Regions from separate parts of the Gossypium hirsutum genome. Here regions 1, 3 and 4 are each linked to region 2. The links are chromatin contacts, called in public Hi-C maps. All regions are on one chromosome and are shown on one strand. Each heading gives the region's core, a stretch centred on a gene start, on an enhancer-like site or on the middle of the called end of the contact. The rest is flanking DNA. Distances are from core to core; before and after follow the strand shown. Region 1 holds the start of LOC107957446 (F-box/kelch-repeat protein At1g22040). Region 2 has its middle 27 kb from the start of LOC107952808. Region 3 holds the start of LOC107957239 (transcription factor GAMYB). Region 4 has its middle 11 kb from the start of LOC107904393.

Region 1 (6,315 bases), core at 3,247-5,746, 310 kb after region 2:
AGTAACGTGAATTGTCTCAATTGATCTATAATATCTAGATCCAATCACTTGAAACCTCATATTATGACCAACTATATGTAAAAATATAACTACTTGCTCCCTAATATTCACTGATTTAGTTGATTGTAACAAATTATTCCTACTAAGAATATCACACAAATTAAAAAAGGCAATTGGTCTCATCCTTATCACACCAATACAATGCTGGTCACCACTATATAAAATTCTATTAATATAATTTTCTCTTTCATAATCTCAATTCATACGAGGGTGAGAAGCAATTTTCTTCCTAGTTCTTAATTTTTTAATCCAAAGAGCCTCAAAAGCTAAAACTGAAGTCACAACTCCGACAATTGCATTTTGGTCTTGATTACGGTCCATCTACACAAAATAATGCCACACAAATATTTGATCACTACAAAAAAGATACAAGCTTGCCATAAGATCACACAAAAATTTACAAATTAATATGCAATTATTATAAATCAATGTGCAATTAATTTGAAAATTAATAATAATCTGATCTACCTTAAAGAAATGGCATAACGAAATCTGAATTTAAAGATTTAATAAGGATTTCAATTGGTTTTAAACTTAATTTTTAAATTTATTTTATGCTACGAGATTTGGATCTTTAACCCTTTGAATCTGTACTATACTATTAAGCAAAATTCATATTTCTAGTAAATATCTATTATATTTAATTCTTATTTAATATTGTAAATTATTACTTCCTAGATCATGCCATTTAACATTTATGGCAGTTATTAGGGATTATAATATCCAAAGGACTTTTATTGACATGTGAGCACATCCACCATGGATGGAAGTTGCAAAATTTTCATGTGAGATGGAGAAAAAGCGAGTGTATTTATATAATATAAAAATCAAAATTACATGTATGTAATAAGGACTAGAATTTTTGCACCCTTCATTATTGAATCCAGCATCATCCAGTTGCTTTTCTTTTTTCTTTGTCGAGGAATGACTTAAGTAATGGCGAAATATAAGGGAAATAAATAGGATCAAAATTGTCTTCTTTTTTTATTTTTTATTCAATTAAATATCTCTAAAAATTTTACATTACTGTTATATTATAATGATGATAATTAATAAATTTCTTAGGTCAAAAATATCTTTTGTTTTTTTATCTTTTATCTCTAACTAAAAATTTTAACAGTGTTTTATATCTATCTATCTATAATATAAACTAGCTTTTTACAACAGAATATTAAAATTTTATTGACTTTTATGTTTTTGGTATATTTGCTTTCATTGTTCGTTTGGTGGTTTTGTTTTTTGTTTGTTTGAATGGATTATAATTTGCTTTCATCCACCATGGATTGGTGCTTTTATTCTCATTTTAGAAAATAGTTAAAAAGCTCTTCACTTTTTTCCTTTTTTTCCCTTTCAAAAAAAATCATCATGGTTATGGGCAAGAAAACGAACAGATTGTCTCAAACAGCAGTTATCAAACAAATTTATAATTGTGAGCACTATATTAGAAAAAGTTACTTACCCTGGGTTTCCAAAGTACTATATTAGAAACCAAACAGATTGCCTCAAACCTATGCTGAATGCCTTCTCTAAGTGTTTAACTAGGGAAGTATATCGCAATGGTCTTTGCCTTATACAAATTCTAACATTATTCAGCTTTGAATTATCAACTCCTACTTTCCCTAAACACAACTTTGGAAAAATATTTGGAACTCCTAAACTACCTGAAAAAACAGCATTGCAAGAAAATGTTCAGAATGATTTTCTTCGATAAAACAAAAGGTTTTAAAACAAACGGACATATTAAATAACACCTAGACATGGATCATAAGTCTTGAATTTTGACAATATTCGGAACCAATTACAAGAACAATGTTTACAATTCAAGTAATAAAACAAAACAAAAGGATGCAGCCAGGACCATGTTACCAAGTGAAAGGCATGTGAATAAATGTCAGGATAGATTCAATGCATCAATATTATTTCCTAAACACAATTGTAAAACAAATCGTCATCTTCTTACACTTTGTTATGAGGGAGAAACAATGCAACTTCAGCTACAGTAATCAACTCTTCCCTCAACTCATTTCAAATCAAACATTGATATTATCATTATGTCAAAGCCTCAAACTTAAATATGTATGAAGTAAACTATAGTTATATGACTTAGCTTTATTACTTGGAAAATCCGAAAACAATAACTGTATAACAAAGCGTCATACTCTCCTGACAAGAAAAGCTAAAACTTCATTCAAAGTACTTACAGAAGTTAATATAATGAATCTTCAAAGCTATCCTTAACAAAAATTTTACTTAATTTTCTGCTATAAATGCTTGGATGGGTGCTTATGATTTGAACATCTACAAAATTCAATCTTCAGGTTTGACACACAACTTGCCCAGACTTGGAGTCTTCTAGAATTGAGTCATCAATGATTTTGGAGATTTTGTAAGCTTCAATAACAGAGATAACCCCAAGTCAGCTGAGATCCCTTCACTAAAATCTCCAATAAAACATGTAGTTTGAAGGTTCTTTGACAACTTGAAAGCCACTGAAACGAGTTACAGCATCAGAAATAAATAGTGCTGGCCATGCAGTAACAACAAAGTTCAGTGACCATGAACAATACTATTTAAAAATCTCATAACAGTCGCCTTCCACTTTTGTGACACCAACCTTAAATTGAAGTAGTGAATTCTAGGAATTCGAGCAAGGATCTGCAATGACAGCTCATCAGGAAGACAAGGAATCAATCTTGAGTTATCTTTATTCAAGCATGAGGACTTATTTTTCTTCCACGTTCCACTTTGTAAGACCTCGTTGCAGTCATTTATCGAACTCCTTGGTGCAGCCAAGCTCAGAACAGCCCCCATGAATTTTAGCCTGCTTGCTGCAATGTTGATGTCATTGTACTTCCATTGATTAATGAAAATGTTACAGATGAAAGAACCGAAGTAAAACTATAAGATGCAATGCTCATTATTAGACCCAACAAATGCATCTTCAGGCCATTCTTTGACTTTCAGCTAGCACAAACTTAACATAAATCAAAAGGAAACACCCTTTACTCCTCTTTCTTCTCCAAAAAGCCAAGCCAAAATCTATGAAATTCAATTCAACTATTCCCCCAACCTCTAAAGTCTCTACCCCCAAAAGAAAGGAAGACAATATAATTAAACTAACATAGCATTGGACTAAATAATTCATTTAAACCAATTTCCCTGCAATTGTGTTCAAAGATTAATCCCCATCCCCTCCCAGTCAAAATATCATTACCACCCTATTCTAATTCACGACTTTATGAGATTTTAATTCTAAAACAAAGCACAAGTTCTCTATACAATATGATTATTTAAAAATGATATAGCTAAATTTTTGTCTTTCACTTTTAGTCTCATTTCCAAAATCATTTTAGAGTCATAGATAATTATCATCCTGCATTTTTGAGCCAATCACTATCATATTTATTATCAACTAATTTAAAGGCTTCATACACGATAAACATTATATGTCCAAATAAGATTCAGAACAGGGGGACACTACATGACTATTCCAAATTCTCAATACAACCAGAAAGAAGTTAACCAAGCAGCAAAGGAGACCCACCTATTCTGGCTGCCTTCCAAAAGAAACCACGGAACCTGTCAAACAAGCATATTACACCAAATTAGCTCCAATTCTCAGCACTTCCTACCAATAATTTCTGATTCCAAAGTAGAAGCTATAAATACTAGAAAAAAAAAAGTTAATATAACCAGTTTAGATACCAAAGAGAAAAGACAAAGAGGGCCAAGATTAACTGGAGTTATGCAACTTTAATTAATCCCATCGTTAATTAATCCCATCGTTAAGTGGAGCTATGGTATAACAAAGAGGGCCAGAGCAAGTAAAAGGAGAATGAAAGCAACTCCTTGATCAATGGCAGTACCATCGTTGGACGGAAGTGGTGCAGGCGATGAACCCATGCCTTAACCCCAGAAAAGAAAGCATACATTTTCTACGACTTTCCTTTCCCTTGTAGGCCTATCACTACTAGGCGTCACTGGCTCTTTCTTCTCAGCCGAATCTCGACCAGATTTCCTAGAACTCCTCTTTCTACTACTACCTTTGACCTTTTTAGTCCCTTCATCTTCACTCTCTTCTTCTTCCTCCTCCCCCCTCTTCTCTTCCTCTTCTTCTTCTTCTTCTTCTTCTTCTTCTTCTTCTTCTTCTTCTTCTTCTTCCTCGTTCTCCTTCTCTTCAATATCTATTTGTTTCTCCAAAACCCTAACAGATCGATAGAAAAGGAGTAGCTATGGTGGGTGAATTCAAATTTTGAAAGTAAAAGAGAAAAAGAAATAAGTACAAACTTGTATTTGGGGATTTGGTTAACGAGCGGGTAACCAAATTGGGTGAGCGGGATTTTGCCTTTCTTTATAAAAAAAATGGCCTTTTGCGGCATTTTCTTAAAAAACGCCGGTAATTCTTAGATTTTTTGCTGCCACTATAACTCAACTTTTTGCGGCGGTTTACCTAAACGCCACTATTGCTCAATTTTAATTTTTTTTTATTTTTAACATATTTTTTTCTATTTTTTCTTTCAAAATTTTTGTGTTGAGATTATCATTTTTTAGATTTTTTTTTAAATTTTGAATATTAAACTTTTTAACTGAAATATGGACTAAAATTTTAAATTTTAAATATTAAATTTTTAAGTTTTTTATTTTTGATTTAATCATAGAGATTTTAAAAAATAAATACATCAATATATCTTTATATTGAATAAATATAAATATTTATGTATGCAATATATAAATATAAAATGATGTTATATCAATAATTGTGTTAATAATTTATAAGAACTAGATTAAATTAAAGTTTATATATACAATTGCACCCTGATCCCCATATTTATCCCTAAACACTGAAAACTAAACCCTAAATCATAAGTCTTAAACCATAAACTCTAAACTATAAATATAATTAACTCAATATTTTAAAATTAATACTCTCTTTTATAATTATGTAAGAAAATATTTATCATATAAATTAAAAAACACTAATTAATTTAAACCCTAAATTCTTAATCCCTAAACCATAAATCCTAAAACATAAACCCTGAATCAGAAACCCTTAACCCTTAACCCCTAACACCTAAACCTTAAACCCCAACCCTTAAACCACACTTAAACCATAATCCCTAAACCTTAAAATAGTAACTCATAAACATTAAACCCTTAACCATATACCGTGAACCCTAAACTATAATGCTAATTAATTCAATATTTTAAAATTAATACTATCTCTTTTACAATTATATAAGAAAATATTTAACATATAAATTAAAAAATAATTTGTCATATACCAAAAATAATTACGGGGTATTGACTGGAAGGCCGGTGGGAGGGGTGAATCTTGGGGATTTCAAATCGGGGAAAAATCGTTAGGGATTTGGGATGTCAAATTCAGGAATGGGTGATAATAATTTAGGGATTTAGGATGAGGAAAAAGGGGGAAATAGAAATGGGAAAAAACGGGGAAAATGATAGATGGGATTACGGGATATTGACTGGAAGGCAGGTGGGAGGGGTGAATCTTGGCGGTGGAAGGGTTTAGGGTTTTAGGGGATATAATTTAGTGTTTAGGGTTTTTAAGGTTTAAGGGTTTACTCTTTTAAGGGTTATAGATTAGTGTTTATGATATTTTTCGGGGTTTAAAATTTTAGGGGTTATATGACTTTTAGCGGTGTTTTACAAAAAGCGCCGCTAATACTCTGGTTTTTATCGGCGTTTTACCAAAAGCGCCGCTAATGCTCTGGTTTTAGCGGCGTTTTACAAAAAACACCGCTATTTCTCTATTTTTAGCGGCGTTTTAACAAAAAACGCCAGTATTGCTCCGTTTTTAGCGGCGTTTTTGGTAAAATGCCCCTATTGCTCTGTGTTTTACAATTTTTGCCGCTAAAGCCCTATTTTCCTGTAATGCATGTAGTAGGATATAATAATTTAGTACTAAGCTTACCCCACAACACTTTCCAAAAGTGGCTTAGAAACTTTACATCTCTGTCAGATGCAATGGTGCAAGGTATCCCATGTAGGCGCACTTCTCTAAAGAATAAGTCAGCCACATGTGTAGCATCATCCGTTTTGTGAGCCACATGTGTAGCATCATCCGTTTTGTGACAAAATGAAGTGAGCCATCTTTGAAAACTTTCCAACAACAACAAAGATACTATCTTGACCCTTTTTAGTTCATGAAAAACTAAGAATGAAATCTATGGATAAGTCTACCCATGGAAAAGAAGGAATAGGCAAAGGAGTGTAGAGCCCTTGAGGCATTAC
Region 2 (6,558 bases), core at 1,434-3,933:
GAATAATAAGTATTTATATATTTTTACATAAAACTAAATAATTTAAATGATATCTTTGTTTATTACTCAAAAATTTTAAATGATAAAATAAAAATCTATCAAATTTAACTTAGTATTAAATTTAGTGAAAAAATTAACAGAAAATATAAAATCTATTATTGTTAGTGAATAGTATAGACTTTTATATAATTTAGTGAAAAAAGAGTGAGTTGACACATGGCTCAAACAATCCTTATACTTTTTAATAATTTCTTTTTTTTTTTTTGCTTAATCAAAGTGCAGCAACTTCCAAAACTGTAGCAAAGCAAATCAAACAGCAAGAAAAACAGTCCCCACCTAGGAACAAAAACCAATCACAGACAAAATACAACAAACAAACCACAAAAACCCCACTGAACCCTCTGTTAAACAGACCACAAAACAGAAAGAAATTTGCACAAATCACCCCAAAAAACCACAACACAACCTATAAATATACCTACAAGCCCACAACAATAACACACCTTGAGTCACCACCATGCCTTAAACATGCCCTGGCTTTTCAAACCAACAACCGCCAGCGCAAAAGCCATCTTATTCCCACTCTTGTCCACTATAAAAAAGGATACATTTCTAATTAACGACAACCTAAACTCGACTTCCTTTAAGAGAGAAAACAGCAACCACGGTCTCAAACCTTTATTCTCCATCCAATTAAACACCTCCATTGAACCAACCTCAATGAATAAAGAGCATTTACCATTTCATCCCATCTCTAAAACCATATCCAATGCAATGCTTATTGTCCCGTCCTCCGCAGCAAAGGAGTCTTTTGCTGTAAACGGGCCAGAAAATAAGGCCCTTGCCACTCCATTTGAATTTTTTAACACCCCTCCACACCCGACTTCATCCTCAAACGCCACACCACAAACATTAAATTTAACCCCACCATAACACGGAGAACACCAAAACCTGCCACTCACTTTTTTGATATTACACCAACTTCTATATGGATAGACCCACCAAATTTGCTCATCCACTTTCAATTCTTCATACATCGATCTTATCTACATCAAAGCCTGAGTCTTTGAAAGAAAAACCAAACTGGACATTTTCGGCCACTTTCAATCGAACATCAGCTTATTCCTCGCTAACCATACCGACCAACAAGCCGCTGACACCGAGATCATCCATAAACTTTTAACCACACCTAAATAAGAGACATTATTACAAAATAAGAAAAAATCAGGGAAACCATCAAATGGCCTCCATTTCACCTCCCACCAATCCAAAATTTTTCTCTAAAAATTCTCAATAAAATTGCAATGGAAGAAAAGATGAACCGCAGTCTCCTGTTCTCTGTAGCACCAAGGGCAACCGTCCTTAATTGACCAAGCTTCACGCCTCTTCTAATGAGGAACTCCTTCGTAGGAAGACGATCAATTGAAATCATCCAAAGGAAACTTCTCACTCTAGGAGGCACCTTTAACTTCCAGATTTTATCAAAATTGAAACTTAAATCCACCCCCAACACTGAGCAATAATTCTGTTAATTTTCTCACCGAAAACACCCCTTTATTGTCATGAATCCATAATAATCTGTCCTTCACCTCAGGGAACAAAATTATGTTGCTCAAAGCTTCCTTTAAACGAGAGACCATATGAATCTCCCCATCCAATAACAGACAAGAAAATAAATCAGCCCAATTTACCTCCATGAACCCATTCAACATCGAGAAATCTTTAACCAGACTATTTTTATTCAAGGCTAAACGAAATAGCCTTGGAAATTCCGCTCTCAAAGGACTATCTCCACACCAAACATCCTCCCAGAATAATATTGAACGTCCATTCCCCACCAGCCATCTAAAAGACTCAATCCCTGCCCATCTTGCTACTATCGAATCTTTCGGATTCTCCACAATACCCTTGCAAACCACTGACATATCTTTTGAATTGTTCATTTTGAAACGCCAACGTTGCGTAGGAGTTTCCATACTTTGCAGCAATTATTTTCCTCCACAAAGCTTCTCTATCCACCGCGAACCTCCAACACCATTTAGCCAAGAGAGACTTATTTTTAACCCTTATGTCCACCACTCCCGCGCCCCCTTTAGCCTTTGGCAAACAAATCTGATTCCATTTTACCTTCGCCATTTTCATCTAACCTCCAACGCTTCCCCACAAGAAGTTTCGTCAAATTTTATCAATCTTTTTAATCACTGCAATAGGCACTTGAAAAATTGACATAAAATAAATAGGCAAAGAGGATAACACGGCATTAATAAGCACAACTCTGTCAGCCCAAGAGAGAGACCTACTTTTCCAACCCGTTAATTTCCTCTCAACTCTCTTCACAATACCATCCCAAGAAGATATCTTCCTTGGATCAGCACCTAAAGGAATACCTAAGTAATTGAACGGTAAATCCCCAAATTTGCATTTACAAACAACATCCATTCTGAATACAAACTCCTCTTCAGTATCAAAACCCACTAAGAAAGATTTTCGAAAATTTATACTTAATCCAGAAAAGATTTCAAAACAACATAAAATATACTTAGTGTTCCTTACCACATCCTCATCCGCCCTTAAAAACAAAATGATGTCGTCCGCAAATTGTAGATGTGAAACCGAATACCCAGGAATAACGTCTTTAAACCCCTCAATGACCCCTAATTCCTCCGCTTCCACTAACATCAGATGCAAAACTTCTGTCACCAGAATGAATAAAAAGGGGGATAATGGATCCCCTTGTCAGAGACCTCTAAACATTCTGAACTCATTTGTAGCCGCTCCATTCACAAGCACTGCAGCCCTCGTTGATGACACGCACAAAAAATGGGATAATTTTTGGAAATTTTATAAATTATATATATTTAAAAAATTGACTTTTTTATTCAAATTTAAATTACATGTAAAGAAAAAGACATTAACTATGAAATACACGTGAATCACCACCTAAACTATTACATCGGCATCTAGTGTAACTATTAATGGCCTTGTTAAATTGTAACAAAGTTATCCAATTTGACAAAGAAATAAAAGGCTGAGAGCTAATTAAAGAAAAAAAATGAGTAGAAGCGAAATTGAGGAAAACCATTAAAATTGAAAACTAAATTTATGATTATCTAATTTCTAAATAGATTTAATGGAATAATTTTTTCCTAAGTAATTCGACAATGAAAGAAAACAAATTTATATATATATATAAAACTAAATCCGCACATATAAAAGAATTATCCTTAAAATTTAACAAATATTTTATTAAAAAGAAGCATCAATTGTGATGTTGATATGATAATGTAATATTGGTGATCTCATTATAGATAGAATATTTTATTAAAAAAAATATTGGCGTTTGGTTAATCAACAATAAAGGGCAAGAAATTGTTTAATTATACAATGCTTTACCTTTACGTATGTCAAATTTTTTGTCCTGAACCTCAATATTTTGTTCTTTGTTCTTTGCAAGTAATTTGTTATGGAATAGCTCATAACTTGAAATTTGATCTAATTTTATGAATCATAATTCAACCCACAATTAGTACTCTTGTAATCTCGTGAGGTGGACATTGATATGGAATGCCTACAACTTGGTGAGGTGAAAGGTCAGCACCTCGCGTAGTGGAACACCCCGCAATCTTGTGAGATATTACATTAGTCTCTCACGAGGAAGACATGCGAACACGCTTTGTGAGGGATACACAAGTACATATGATGACACCTAAGTGTGAATCTTATTAGAAAGACACGTCTAGGATACGCGTCGAACCTAAATAGGATACATGTTATCCTGACTTATATACACGACACATAACTACCTCCCTAACATGTCACATCAAGAAACCATGTTTTATAAATAAGGAAGAAACTGCTCCCAAGTGGAAGGGAGATAAAAAAGAACCTCAACTCACCGCGTCTATAACATGACTCACCCAAGCTCAGTTGTTCCTGCAAATGAAAAAATATATAGATAGGGTAAATCCAACCTATGTTTTTTATTTTCAATGTAACAATTTTCTATCTTATTGCGATCCTTCTCCCACTGAGAAAAACCCTCTTAAACAAAAAGTAGCCGAAAATCGCACCTAACGGAGATCCCGTGATGCGGGTAAATTCTAGCTCAAGGTTCAAAAAACCTTTAGTTTGATTTGGCCAGCCATAGTCTATTACATCTTCCCTTCGCAATTAGTGGTGGCGAAGCAGTAAAAAAGAATGCTACGAACTTGGGTGTTGTCCTTGTAGCGAGCGATAATTTGGGTAGGGGGTTACAAATTGGGGAAACATGAAAATTGCCTAAATTGATGAGAGAATGAATTTTAGCGGTGTACCTCGCCCAGACTCCATCTCGTTTTGAATGACGGAACCTGCTGCTTGTATGTTGTTGAGATTGTGTTTTATCTCAGGCAATAAGTTAGCTAACCATTGAGGTAGTCAAACCTTCAATAAATTATTGAAGTTGACAAGGCACGAACATAATTGAAGTGAGCGAGGTATAAGACCTCGTCATGCTTCGTTCATTTTATTATGCCATAACCCTACCCAACTTTTATTATGATAAGCTTCGTCACTATCATTAATTTTTTATATCTGGTTCACCAACTGTCATTAAATATATATTTCTAATTTGATCAAAATGTTGTCATTGGAGCATAACTCACCAAGTTAAAGTATAATTAGCTTTTATTGATATTTTCTCTGAGTGATGCAAGGATAAATATAAGAGGTGAAGTCCCCCAACCTTTTCAAGCACACATCGATGAAGGTATACTTATATTATATAAATAATTACTAACGCTTATCTCAAGTTTAACAGGAATTAGTACCAAATTTATGGCTCCTCAAAGGTGAGTAATGCTTTGCCATAGTTATAATTATTACAGGGTTTAAAGTTCAATTTCCTTTATGTATGAACATGTGTTATTGGTTGACATGAGTTGATAGACCACTAAACTACAATCATGTATGAGAGAAAATTTTGGTGACTGCCTGGCGAAGTATATAGTATCAATATCCCATTTAGTTTGTAATTATAATTTATAGTGTCATCACCCCACTTTGTTTGTAATTCCAAAGCATGCTTTTACTGTCTGATTGTTTCTATTTGCAAATGCAAACCCTATGTATGAATCATGTAATAAAGCATTCGATTCCACCTTACCATACTATATGGATGAAGCAGGAGCTAGCATACTACTAATGGTTAAGGAAGGACATCCGTTACTTATACTGAGGGTTCTGTATATGCAGTACCGAGGGCTAACAGTTGGCGAAGGTGTACCCATAACACGAATAGTGTACATGCTTGGCAAAATTTTACTGTGTATATTATATATTAAAGCTTAATATTAATAGTTGGCGGACTATTAAAGCTAATTAAAAAAAAAAGTGAAGCATCATCTGTACTGGCGAAGTTACGTGTAATTTATGTGAGTATATATTATTGTGATGTGGCTAAGCATCATTTAGTTTTGGCTAGGGTTACATCAAGTTAGCAAGGGTTATATTTTGCCCATTCATTTTTTTCATTTCATTTATTTTATATATATACATGACTTGTCGTATATAGATGGAACTGTATGCATAGCTCGTCAAGTGATGTAAAATTCATATTTATTAAGGTATATTATATATTATAAAAATTCCTGAAGTTTTCTCCAAGTGTCGCAGGGTTAAATATAAGGGGGAGGTCCTAAGTTTTTTCAAGCCTACCTCGTTAGGGCAAACCCAAAATTTTTTTTTAGGAGTGGTCGAAATTAAATTATAATTTTTACTATAATAAAAATATAATTTTTAAAGAATTAAATTAAAATTTTATCATTTTTAAAAGAATCAAAGTGCAATTTTACTTTTACTAATTTAAAATTTTACAAATTATAAAAGGTAAATTTAAAGGAGGCTGACCCCTATCAGCCCTTAGATTCACCATTGTACCTCGTTGAAAGGTTAAAATTTTGATTAGGCAAAACGATAAGTACTGTGCGACATATTTAACAGGGAAGTACCTCATTGGTAATCCAAAACAAGATCAATATCTCGCCAGGCCAAGTACTAGGATAAATGTCATAAAAAAAATTGATTTGGAATAAATTGTACACAAATAAAGCCTCATCAAACTCATTAGCACCTTGCCTCTTGATCGATACAGGTTTTGTTAAGGAAGGTATAAATTCTCACCTCCATTTACATATATTCCTTTATTAATATATGCAAAGCCAAAGTTACCGATGCATCGCAAGGCTTAATTTTCTCATTAATTTTCTCAATTAATTAGAATGTATATCATTTATTATTGCCATGACCATTGACATTACTTATATCTTCCTTGTGATCCATGATTCAAGATTTACGCTATACGTTTAAGGCGAGCCTCACTCTACCTTAAAGAGGTGCAAGGATAAAAATCTACCTTATAAGATTTTTAAAATCTTAAGGTTCGCAGATTTAAGATCGTGAACTTTTACTTATAAGATTTTCAAAGTCTTACGGTTCTCCGATTTAAGATCGTGACCTTTTACTTATAAGATTTTCGAAATCTTATGGTTTGCCGATTTAAGATTGCGACCATATACTTAA
Region 3 (6,758 bases), core at 2,416-4,915, 400 kb before region 2:
ATATACTTTTATAATTAATTACATTATAATTACATCTTAAAAAAATAAAAAAAGATTGAAAGTATTACTCGCATAATTCTTCCATTCTCACCCATTGCAAGGATTTGACCAAATAATCGAATTAATTAAAGTGAGATTTACTAATTATAATAATTATTCAAATATATCACCATATAATTTATAAGTAATTATATTTAATTTTAATTATTGGTAACTTCAAAAATATATAATAATTATTTTTGAAAAAAATATGTTTTAAAAGAAAAATAGTTATCCCGTTAAAGGCGTAAAAGTTTTTACAAAAGTAGATAATTTATTTAAATTATATTTAAATAAAATGTTATGAAAATAGTCACTTAACTATTACTGTTATCTATTAAATCACTATCGAAAGCCTCTTTTTTTTTGTTGTCATAACAACAAATTTAGCCAATATTTACAAATTCTATCAATTTGGTCTTGATTCTAAAAAATTTATTATATTTAACCTGCAACTTTACATATTCTGTTAATTTAGTCTTAATTATTAAAAATTCAAAAATTTCTAAAAATAAAAATAAAATTTTACTTTCGAGAATAATACATAAGATTTTATAAAATGCATAAAATGCATAAAATGCATAAAATCATAAAAATATTTATAAATAAATACTCATTTTTCTATTTTTCTAACATGAAATTCATTTATTAAAAAATAAATTTATAAATAAAATAATTACAAATAAAACAATTTAACAGAAAAAAATATGAAGAAAACTTAAGTAGATTCAACTTTCCCCTTTTTTCAACATTAATGACCACCATATTTAGATTGGGTTAAAAACTACAACTTGAAAGCAAATATAATTGAGGATATATAGGTGAGGATGAAGTCTTAGAGACCCCGTAGATGGAAGGCCATGCTGGTAGCTCCACAATCGATTCCTAGTTGGATGGCAGGACGATGAAAGATGTGGAAAATCGAGGAATTCGGGGTGAAGGTTTTGGTGTCGGTGATTGTGGGCGAAGGAGATGCCCAACGCTTAGAAAATTTGACGACGACTAAAGAACAATGTCAGACATATAATAAATAAATTATTATTTATAAAATAAAACTAAAAAAAAAAGAAAAAGTTTAAATTCTTGTTTGCAGTTTTTTAAAAATATTATATATATAATTATTATTTTATTAAATAAATTTCATGTTGGAAAAAAGGAAAATGGGTGTTCATTTATTTAGAATTTTGCATCTTTAAAAAATCTTATGTATTTTTTAATAAAAAATAAACTTTTAAAATTTTTAAAAAGTTTTTTAATTTTTAAATTTTTAATAATCAAGATTAGATTGACATAATTTGTAAAATTGGTGGTTAAAATTGTTGACATTTTTTAAAATTATGATCAAATTAATAGAATATATAAACATTGAAGGCTAAATTTATTATTATACCTATAAAAAAAGACTTATAATAATGATTTAACAAATGAGAGACTAAAATTTTAAATTTCAATAACGGTAGTTAGTAAAATAAAATGCTTTAAACTTTGAGTAACTAAAATAAAAACATGTTAATAGTTGAAAGATTATTTTTATAGTTCCAACTAATATTTTTCAAATACAACGTGCATTATCAAATGCACCAAATTTTAAATCTACCTATTATTAAAGAAATAAAATAACTAAAAATATGCGATGCATGTACGCCAATAATAACAAAAAGAAAAAAAAAGCGTGTAACCCACGACCAATCATGATACATTAAAGTACATATCCTTGGTCCCCACGTTTACTTCCATTAATTTTTTTTTTAAATATGGGAAATTGAGAACAGACCCCAAATACTAAGGTTAAAGATTTAGGATGATTTTGAACGAGTAATGCATTTTATCTGTGATATAAAAATAGTAATGACAATAAAACTAAATTCTGCATTGATATGATAGTGTGAGATAAAAAAAATACTAAGTGCATCGCAATAGAAATAAACACTTATCCAAATAGTTAAACGGTTTTTATTTAAAATATTTTAGTAAATTAAAAATGATTAATTAATGAGTGCTTTTAGGACAGTGTTTAATGTTTAAGTAATACTAGTCCAATGTCGACTTATATTGCAAGTGAAATTTATTACACTAATTATTTATATAAAAATGATTAGAATTAAAAAAAAGAAAATTAAAGTAAAAATGGTTACAGGAGAAGTGAAATAAAAATGAAGGTTTAATTAGATTTTTAAATAAAAATTAATTGAAATGAGCGAGTAAACTCAAAAAAGAGCATAGTATAGTTATGGTTATAATAGCTTATTAAATGATGAACTCATAAATTTGTTCATTAATTTCAGTTGGATGAAAATAGTATTACATAAAAATATGGGTATATTTTAAGATATTCGTTACTAAATTCCTTCCTAAAATTCACCTTAAAAAAATATCATTACATATTAACTAACTTATTTTAAGTTAAAATATGAGTTTTCTTTTTTTAAATTTATTATTTTATCTCCTTGTATGTTTTTTATTTATTTATTACATTTAAATAGTTATTGATGTTTACTTTTGCATTCAAATATTTAATATATTTGAAAACAATTCTGATATAAAAATTTAAAATTAAAACTTGAAATTACAATATTTTTCTCATAAATCATTTTAATATCTTAGCATACAAATAAGCCAAGTTTCCAGAAAGGGCTTTGATCAAGAAAATTAGACAAAGAGTCTATTTATGATATTAATCCTTATACTCTTTTCACATTTATAATTTTAACCCAAGAGTTTAATACAACTATTGTTTTTTATTTGATAATTAAAGGTCTAATTGATAATATAATTAAATATGAGATTTTAAAAAAAAATTAATTTGCTCAATAGCCAATATTATACATATAAAAAAATAAATAAGCAAAATATGGATTATAAAGTTTTCATTTTTAAATATGAGATTTTAAGTTTCTTTAATATTGTTTTAAAGAAATAGAGTGAAAGTCGATACTTTATTTTATCTATATGGTTTTTATGTAATTTTAAATCGACTCTCGAGCAATTTTTTTTAAAATTTTAATTAGTTCATTTATTTTGCGAAAGTTGTAGATTTAATTATTATACTCTAGTTTAATCAATTTTAATCTTTATATTTTTTGAATTTGGTCAATTTTAATGTTAACCTAAACAACATCAGTTAAATTCAATTACTAGTCATGTACTATGCATATAGTTGTAGATTTAACCCATATTTAACAATTGGATCATTTTAAGTCCGTGTACTTTTTTGAATTTTAAAATTTTAGTCTTGATGTGAATGGCATTTGTTAATTCATTAACTAGATTTTTGGTGAATAATACGTGAAACTAACAAGCTGATATGACATTACCCATATGCTAATATGTTTGCCACATTAGATTTTAGAAATAGCAAAAATTAACTTAATGATTTAGTAGTTATTGTTTGGTGAGGATTGAAATTTTAAAATTTGAAAAGTAAAAAAATTAAAATATATGGATTAGATTCATAACTTTCATAAAGTACAGGGATAAATTGTAAAATTTAACCAAGAAAAATACAATATCTTTTACTTAGAAAATATATATTATTTTATTTAAATGAATAAATTGATAGAATGAAATTCATTAAAAAAAACAATTAAACAAACTATAATAATAAAAATAATTCTCCCATTCTTTTCTTTCTTTCCATCTTTTGCTCCTTCATTTCCTCTCTTTTTTACATTTCTTTCTCTCTCTTTCCTTTCTTTATTTTTTTCTTTTTTTTCCTTTCTATTTTCTCTCTCCCCAAACACAAAACCTCAAAATTACAAAAAGAAAAGGCTTTCTTTTTTGTAATCTCTCCTTTGTCAGATCTCTCGATGTTTTGCTCTTTCTATTCTCGGATCCTTTTCCTTATAGCTCAAAAATTGAGGTTAGAAATATATATATATATTTCATCTAGGATTTGCTCTTTTATAATTAATGGTTGTAGATCTAGGAATTTATATCCTTTAATTTTTCTTTGTGTTGAATTTCAGGTTTTCCATTTTCGCTTTTGTCTCAGCTCTCACTTCAATCAGGAATCATTATTGAGCTCAAAATTTTATTTTTGGCAGTTTTCCCCCAAATTTTGCATCTTGTTAAGGCAGGTATTTGAGTTCTAAATTTTCTTAGATTTTTTTATAAAAAATTGTTTTGCTTCTTTAATGAATGAGCAACTTTGTATTTATGTAATTTAAATTTAGCATTTTTTTTAATATAGTAGTTGATAGTGCAATACTGCAGTTTATAATTTATTAATGATAGATTTTTGGAGTAATTTATTAGAGAATCATAGTGCAATAAATGAAATTTGGAATTTACTTTTATCTGAATTTATTAATGTCTTCATTTCTGGAAACGGGTCTCTTTTAATTTTTGAAAATGATATGTTATCTGCTTTCCAGTTTAGGTAAAAGGGTTTAATTTAACTTTCAAAGATTGGTATGATTTTGCCATTTTTTTTCAATATAATCGGAATTTGATGCTCGCTTTGGTTTGCGTCTAGGTTTGCTGAATTTTATATTCTGTGGATAGTTTTGTTTTCCATTAACTGTTTTTAGTCTTTCTGTACGTGATGAAATTTTCTGTTGTTTCTCAATTCCCCATCTCTAGAGTTGTGCCGATATTTCCCAAGGAGTTTTGATTCCTTTTATGGTTTTAATACGTTTATGTATGCTATCACGATTCTTATGTAGCATTTCAATAAAGGACTGTCATGGTTGATCCACTTATAGCTTGTCGCGATGTATAAAGAGTGAGCATGTATTTTAAAACAAAAATAATGAACCTGTTGGAGTTGGAGTGCAAGTATGGAAAAGTGAGCGGAAAAAAGGCATGGTCTTTATTTCTTCTTCCTTTTTTGTTGTTTATATATGTATTTTAATTTTGCGTGTATTCTATATATTTTTTTTTCAGGTTTTGAGTTTTGGATGGTTCATCCCTGTTGCTAAGGCTTTGTGTGTGATTACAAAGAGATGAGTCACACAAAACATGAGCGGGAAGATGGAATGCTCTCTAAGGATCAGACAGAATCGCCATATATCGATGATGGTAGCTGTGGAGGAGGTGGAGCTGGGGGAGTTGTTCTGAAGAAAGGACCGTGGACATCAGCTGAAGACGCGATTTTGATTGACTATGTGAAGAAGCATGGTGAAGGCAACTGGAATGCTGTTCAGAAGCACTCTGGACTATTTCGTTGTGGAAAGAGTTGCCGCTTACGTTGGGCTAATCACCTGAGGCCGAACTTGAAGAAAGGGGCATTTACTCAAGAAGAAGAACAGCTGATCATTGAACTCCATGCAAAGATGGGAAATAAATGGGCTCGGATGGCAGCACATGTAAGTGTTCAATTCATTTACTGTGAATCTAGTTATTCTCATGATCTGTTGAATGGGAGAAATATATTGAACATAAAAGAAATTTTAGAATTACATGAAGAAATAGGATTCTTAATATTTGTGTTAAGATCTGTAGAATTGCAACCTCTGCCTAATCTATATACAGAATTTCTTAATTAGTATCTTCGAACACTTCCGTTCTGTAATAAATTTGGAGCAAGTTACACGGAACATTATGCAGTACCCTGATAATTGCACTTAACTGTTTTTCATTCTATCTGAGCTCCCCTTGCTGCATGTTTCTATCATTATTCATAACCAATGACCAGCCCAGATTCTAAGATTTACTTATGTTCTCACTGTGGATTGTTTAAGTCCTCTGATTTTGGTATCCTCAGTTTCAGGAAGATCCAAATTGAAACAGTAATTTTTAGTGTTCAAGGAGTCAAGTTTGTCAAGAGTTAAGGTGCCCTCATATGTTATAGCAGTGTCATTCTTGGCCTGGTTAAAGTTGTCTTCTTTGAGGGTTATAGAAATCCAGCTCCTCATATGCACTCTTCTAGCCCATCCCCTTTTCTTATCCCATCTTATTGCTAAAGTCTGAACTAAAATGCAAAATTTAGTCCATGCCTTAAAACACTGTAATGAACTCTATTATTGGCATATTTTTCTCAATAATGTAAATTTTGGGCTAGATGCAAAAGAATTGCCACATGCCTTCCAGAATTCTATGATAGTTATTCCAGCCTGGGAAATGCTAAGCGTTTGTGTGAAGCATGATAAAACCTTCAGTTGTAAGATTTTATGTACCTGTCTTTTAAGTGTCTGAAATAAAATTCTCTATGCCTTGTTATTTCTCTGCAGTTGCCTGGTCGTACGGATAATGAGATAAAAAATTACTGGAATACCCGGATTAAGAGACGCCAACGTGCTGGGTTACCTCTGTATCCTCCTGAAGTGTCCTTGCAAGCACTGCAGGAGAGCCACAGTACCAGTGTGGTTAATGGATTGGATAAAGGACCTAATGATATCTTGCAGAACAATAGCTATGAGATACCTGATGTCATATTTGACAGTTTAAAGGCCAATCAAAATGTGCTTCCTTATGTTCCTGAGCTTCCTGTTTTATCCGCTAGCAGCATGCTGATGAAAGGTCTAGGTTCTTCTCAATATTGTGGTTTTATGCAACCAACGATCCATCGCCAGAAGCGTCTTCGGGAGTCACCAGCCTTTTTTCCTGGTTACACTGGTGCTGTTAAAAACGAATGCCCTTTGTTTATGCAGTTTCAAGATGATATATCAGACAAGGCTGCTGGATCCTTTGGGCTGTCTTTTCCAATTGAACCAGATCCTGCAACAAAGAACTCCCAGCCTTTTGGTGTATTCCCAGGTAGCCATGCCCTTTCAAATGGC
Region 4 (6,179 bases), core at 1,956-4,455, 500 kb before region 2:
ATGTTTTTAAAAGCATACATAGGCATATTTGGTAAGGTGAATTGGAACAAGCATAAAATGAACATATTTTTGGCCAAAAACAGGTTTCTCATCCCGATGTCGAGCTTCTCTCGTTGCAACGTTGGCCAACAGCCTATTACGTCTCGATGTCAAATGGTCCAACGTCGTGATATGACCGACTGTTTGGCGACATCATAACATGGGGAGAGCCTCGTCGCGAGTTAGCCCTGTATTTTTCAAACTTTGCAATTTGATCCTTGTTTAATCCCAAGTCAACTTTAGAACTCACGTAAGCTCGTATTAAGCTAAAAAAAGTTTAAATTTTCTTTGAATAACTTATATTATGATTTATAATGATTTTTTATTCGAATTATCCGTTAAAGGTCTGTAACTGTTCCATTTTGTATTGTAGAATTCTGTAGCTTAATCCTGGCGAATAGGACAAGCTAGGCGTGTTACATTTAGTGGTATTGGAGCTATGGTTTAGTTAATTCTCAGGCTGAACATAGCACGTATCGAGTCTAGAAAATACATGCCACAATAACATGTGACAGTGTGATGATTTTTTTATCCAATCTGATTTTATTTTTCTTATAGATATACAATGTCGGTCGAGTCTAACCATGTCGTACCAAATGAGGTAGATAGTAATGTTTCGACTTTCAAACAGGGAGCAATTCATAGCATACGCGTATCCTAAATACCTAGAAGTAAGGACTGTGGTGTTTTCTTCCAAATGATGAATGAATGATTTACACAATTTATGAGAGTTAACTCTGCATCTCCGCAGCTCTTCCTTTTTGTTTGCCTCCCTCGGCACCTTGCTGTCCTTAAAGTTCAAGTCTAATAATTGTGAGGTTTATTTAATGATGATCTAGCGAAAGCTGAATACTAGATGGAAAAAACTCAGCAAGTTCTTGGTGAATAGCTTGTTCTTCCGGTGATAGTCTAAAATGTGTTATATCTCTGTTGAAAAAAGAAGCGTACCAATGGTGGATTACTTTGACATTTGTGGTCTCGAGAGACAGAGTAACATGAGATTTCTTTCAGATTGAATTTAAGAAGAAATATATCAATAAAATGTATCTAGAAAAGATTAAACGAGAATTTATGGATTTGAAACATGAAAATATGTCAGATGTTGAATATGAGTGTAAACTCATTGGCCTGAGTAAATATGCTCGAGAATTTATACCTTCAGAGGTTGAGATTTGTAGTCAATTCTAATAGGGTTAAAACGAAGACATACGAACGATAGTGGGTGCATTGGAAATAAAACAGTTTGTGGTATTATTTGAACGTGCCTAGAAAATAGAATAAATTTGGAACGATAAGAAACGTGCTAAGGCTAAAAGTGAGGATACCGGGAAGCTTAGCATGGCTAAAACTTTTTTTACTCTCCGTCTAAAAGAACGAGGGATTTTAGAAGCCAATCTGTACTACTACCGGAAATCCGAGAAAATGTGTGTCCAAAAAAAATTACTCAAAGACTCAAGCTACATCAGTAGCGAGTGCTAGTAGTGTTCGAAATGTAGACAAACCCATTTGCAAGCATTGTTGAAAAGGGGATAATATGATGCATGTCGAAAAGGGGAGATCGATAACTATTGTCTAATCATTTGTTGAAATGTTTTGTTAAAATGTTAAAGGGGAGATTGTTGGAACTTTAACTATCTGGGGTGTCATTGTTCCATTTCTTGTTTGAATAACACTAAAGACAATAAGGTAGGACATCACTTGGGACAGATAAAGTACAATAAGTTTGTTGGCATTTTTTACTTGGATAATTTTGGTTAACTTCCTATCAACAAATAAACTTTGTTTTTTTCTTGGTTTAATTTTAACATTGTTGGAGCTTAATTTTCAAATGGTAGAAGAAAGAGAATAGATTGATTTAAAGATAACCTTATTCTTTTACTTGGTGACTTGGTCTTACTTGGTGTTGAAGCTTATTTTGAATTTACTTGGAGAGGAAGCATTAATTCAAAATTTAAAGGGGGGATTTTTGTGTGGATAATTTCTTTATTTTAAATGTTGATTTATCTTTTCAAGTTACTTGGAGAAGCCGTCGTAGTTGTTACTTTTTGCTCTGTAATTTTGCATTCTTTTTTTTTAGGTATTGCTTGGAGAGTAAACTTAAACGAGTTTGGGCTATAATTATCATTGTTGTAAGCGTAAATTAAACTTTAGCTAATAGGTGATCCGGACAATAGTTAAATAAAATCATTAGCGAGGTTCTATAGGGTAGGATTGACGAATTCGAATTGCGTTACCAAATATTGTGTGTTGATTTTTCCCTTAGCCTTGCTTTCCTCTTATAATATGTTCGTTAAACTACCAGCACACCAAAGCTTTTTTTAAGTCTTTGCCTAGGATTTTCGCTTTGGTGTCTAATAAGGTGGGAAAAGTTTGTGAGTTAGGAAGATAGGAGAATGGAAGCTAGAAGTAGGGCATTTGTTTGTGAAGAACTCCCTATGATTGGGAATTGAATCAGTGGGAAGCCTTGAAGCTCTAGTTGGAAGGGTTCAATTTTGGGTCCATGCAAGCTGATTGCATCAGGTGCTACGATTCATCAATAGGAATTTATTCGTCTAAAGATTATTGCAGGTTGGTGTGTTCAAAGGGGATGGTATCTTGTACTGCTTGGAGGAAGCTGTGGATTGGTCTTACCCCTCTTAAGATTGAATTCTTTTCCCTACAAAAGTGGAATTTGCTAAATGTGTGGTTGTTTCTGATGCAATGATCATTTTTAGTTTATGCCATCTTGCTCTTAAGTCGGTTGTCCATCTCTGCCTTAATTGTGAGATCTCGTGGTGAATTTTGCTGAGATAGGTGGCCCTTTGGAATGTCAATTGGGCCTGCCCCTGTAACGCTCGGTTGTTCCCTGATGCTTGAGTCCAAGCTGGTAGGTTGAGCAGATGGGCTAAGGCATGGGAGGTGGCATTTTTTAACGATCTCTTGGTTTATCTGTCTTTTTTTTGGAATGAATTTGTTTCCAAGGGGAGGGTCGTTGATATTAACTATTTATTCGACCTTACTTTGATGAGAATAGTATGGTGGAGTAACGCAAAATGGCCTAAAGCTACTCTTTCCTTGAATGATTTCCTTTTATGCCATAAATTTCGTAGGATGCTCAAGTCGACAAGGCGGTCTCTATCTTCCCTTCGGATGTCGTCCGCTCCACGGACTTTGAAATTTAGTGTTGACCCGGTTAGAATTAACCCTGGACCAGCTGGTCTTCAGGGATTTTATCCGATCATAATGGTACTACCCTTTTTACTTTCTCTATTGTGATTGGTGTTTGTGACCCCTTGATTTCTGAGTTACAAGCTGTTAAAGGAAGCTTTGGATATCTTCGTTGCTTGTAACGGGCTAGCGGTGCTAGATTGATTATTGAGAATGATTATTAAAGGTTAAATTCTACTACTTTTTGCAAAAATTAATGGATTATCCTAAAACCATACTTTTCGAATTTTAAAATTTCAATCTTGATGCAAATGATCATTATTAATCATTTAATTGGATTTTTCATGAGTAATGAAAAAATAATATGCTAATATGACATAACACATGATAATATATTTGATGCATCAGATTTTGAAAATAACAAAACTTAATGAATTTAATAATTACCATTCGGTGAGGACTGAAACTGAAATTTTACCGGGAAATCATTTACATTAAGAGGAGGGCTTATGGGAGTGCAGATAAATTGGCAAAAGCTGCCATTCTTAAAGGAGGCCCTGGTGGGATCTCATTTGCTTCCTGGTGATTTGGGGGCTGGTCGTGGCCACCTGCTACATGGGTTTGGCTCTTGGTCTTTATTTATGATAATATGTTGTACCTTTAGGGACAAAACTACACATTTAATTTCAAAAGGAAATTAAAAAAAAAAGAAAAAAAAGAAAAGGCGCACAACTACACATTTAGGGACAAAGCTTACCAGTTGAATTAATTTCATAGTAAAAAAGTAAATACATGAAGGGGGAAAGAAAAACTCTTACAAGAGGGAAGCAACCGTTACCGGCATATGAAACAATGGCTGCCTCTGGAAGATGCATTGACTTCAACCTTATACCTCAATTGAAACCAGAAACAGATTCCAGAAGCTAGTTTGTATATGCAAAACTTTCACACTAGCTGCTACGGGATTGTTAGAATGGGGCTGATGATGTTCTACGAAGCTGATATTTTGGCTCGGGAGGAGGTGCGGACGGCAGCAGCTTCTCTAGCTCCTGAGAATATAAAATCCCAGAACCAAGAATGAAAACAAATCGTATGCAGTAGTGATGAATGAAACTTGTAAAAATTTTCATGTATGAAACCATGAATGAAAACTACATGCAGAAGCAAATGCAGTTGTAATATGTGCGGTATCATTTTCAGGCTGAATTGAATCAGAGAAAATATTTAAGGAGTTAAGATTTGAGGGCTGGAAACACAAAAACAAGGAAACCAATGCCGTCTCCAGTTGTTTCTTGTACTTCTCACAGTAAATCAAGGATCTTAGGTTCTATGCTACTCGGACTTGAGTGTAAGTGTAAGGGACGGGTATGTATCCTGAGACAGGTTTTCTTAATTTTTCTCAACATTCCATGTGCTTAGAGAGTCTATGGAGGATCATATCTCCACAACCATGTCGGAATATGCAACAAATACAGGTACTTCGAAAAAAAATGGAAAGTTGGAGTAACACAACTATTCATGGTTAAAGGGTTTGCATTAATATTTAACAAGATATACCTAACATTTAAAAAAATGAGCGAAAGCATCAAACCTAAAAAACCCATTTTGGCAATAAGTGGAGGGCCAACTTTAATATAAGACCATAAGAACCCAATACTTAACAGATGTGGATAAACCACTTAAAACTTCCCCTCACATGAAGCTAACAGGGATTACAAGTGGACAACTGCACCAAGGGTTGTCAACCTCACACGGAGTTCAGTAGGATCAACAACATAACTGACCCAAGGCTCTAACACCATGTTAAAGCATCCAACTTAAAATCAATTGGTAATAGGCGGTGGACCCGACTGATAATATAAGACCATAGAAAACCAACAACTTACCGAAAGTGGATAACACCACTTAACAAACACCAACAACCCTATATCCTACTATTTCCTAGAGAAACATAAGAACACGACACAAATGGATTTAACCTGGCTTAAATTAAGTCACCCAACAGATGGGCTCCTACTAAGATTATGGATTTCAGTGTTTGAGACAAACAATTTTACTGTCCAAAATGTCTTCTTTGGGTCATGGTTATATTCTACAATACGTGAAACCTGTTCTGCAGCAAGATTTACCAATCTTATGGTTAAATTCATGTAAACATCCCTCTAGCTACCTTGCGAAAAAACAGTTCATCCTAAAGCAATTCACGATAATGGCCTCTATAACGCGGTCACACAAATTTAGTTATGGCTAGCTGGGATTCAAGGTGGATGCTGACCTATGACCATCCAATTTTAAGTTGAATGCTTTAGCATGCAATCACAGCCAGAAGTTTTCGTTGCCCCATTTCTGCCAGTATTTGCTACCTCATTTCCATAGTCAACTTGACAGGCCTATTTGTCTATAGTATCGATTCTGGGACTTAATGGGAGTGTCAGTTTGTGTTATCCACGGTATTTAACTTTCGAGAATGTTCTCGTGTCATATTAAATTGGTGCAAGGTTGAATGCCTTAACAGTCTTAAACCAAGCATGCAAGAGTGACTATGTCTTGATAACAAGTGTAGTGATTAAAATTTTCATTTTAGCATTCACTGGCAATGGAATTCATATTAACGAAAGGAAGATATCTGTTAAACAAGTCTACAGGAAGTCTTCAACGGAATTATCACACAAAAAGGAAGATGAAGCTATAGAGATAGATGATGGCTAAGAACCTGGCTTTTCTATAGCAGACTGGTTTATCATAAACGAAAAAAATGCTACATCATGCACAGTTCATGGTGTTGAGAAAAGACATTAGATAGCCTTAATAACCAACAGGGTGAACGCATAGACTTTGCAGTTCCCATGTTTGCTAGTATATGATAAGGGGATGGCAAGGAATGCAACATGTTAGCATTAAAGCAAGATTTTTTTGATTTAACTGGAATCTGAATCAAAGTTCGGGTCAGGCTGAACAATATTTTATTCTATTTGGGTTATATGAGAAAAGGG

What was found. Hi-C and Micro-C count contacts between places; a contact is called where the count stands out from the background.
Region 1: a Hi-C map of seedling shows a contact between it and region 2, with 4 times the contacts expected there. The contact joins the promoter of LOC107957446 here to the enhancer-like site in region 2. A contact is called at or near these places in 3 of 34 Hi-C or Micro-C datasets (callus, leaf and seedling).
Region 3: a contact with region 2 is called in a Hi-C map of petal, with 4 times the contacts expected there. The contact joins the promoter of LOC107957239 here to the enhancer-like site in region 2. A contact is called at or near these places in 4 of 34 Hi-C or Micro-C datasets (hypocotyl, leaf and petal).
Region 4: a contact with region 2 is called in a Hi-C map of seedling, with 2.6 times the contacts expected there. The contact joins two enhancer-like sites. A contact is called at or near these places in 12 of 34 Hi-C or Micro-C datasets (hypocotyl, leaf, petal and 1 more).

Annotation. Positions count from the first base shown.
Region 1 is chrA05:34,460,999-34,467,313 of Gossypium_hirsutum_v2.1, reverse strand. LOC107957446 (F-box/kelch-repeat protein At1g22040) reads right to left here and starts at 4,496. Exons shown (of 4, transcript XM_041112293.1): 1 at 3,927-4,496; 2 at 3,605-3,639; 3 at 2,675-2,881; 4 at 2,140-2,549. The coding sequence starts at 3,992. The coding sequence ends at 2,495.
Region 2 is chrA05:34,769,331-34,775,888 of Gossypium_hirsutum_v2.1, reverse strand. No RefSeq gene overlaps it. Among protein-coding and RNA genes, the nearest start is that of LOC107952808, 27 kb to the right of the region's middle. Within about 2 kb of position 2,683, at least 6 of the 9 cell types and tissues checked have an H3K27ac peak or open chromatin away from gene starts, as enhancers often do.
Region 3 is chrA05:35,167,125-35,173,882 of Gossypium_hirsutum_v2.1, reverse strand. LOC107957239 (transcription factor GAMYB) reads left to right here and starts at 3,665. Exons shown (of 5, transcript XM_016892710.2): 1 at 3,665-3,898; 2 at 4,005-4,111; 3 at 4,924-5,345; 4 at 6,210-6,758. The coding sequence starts at 4,983.
Region 4 is chrA05:35,269,572-35,275,750 of Gossypium_hirsutum_v2.1, reverse strand. It overlaps the pseudogene LOC121229081. Among protein-coding and RNA genes, the nearest start is that of LOC107904393, 11 kb to the left of the region's middle. Within about 2 kb of position 3,205, at least 8 of the 9 cell types and tissues checked have an H3K27ac peak or open chromatin away from gene starts, as enhancers often do.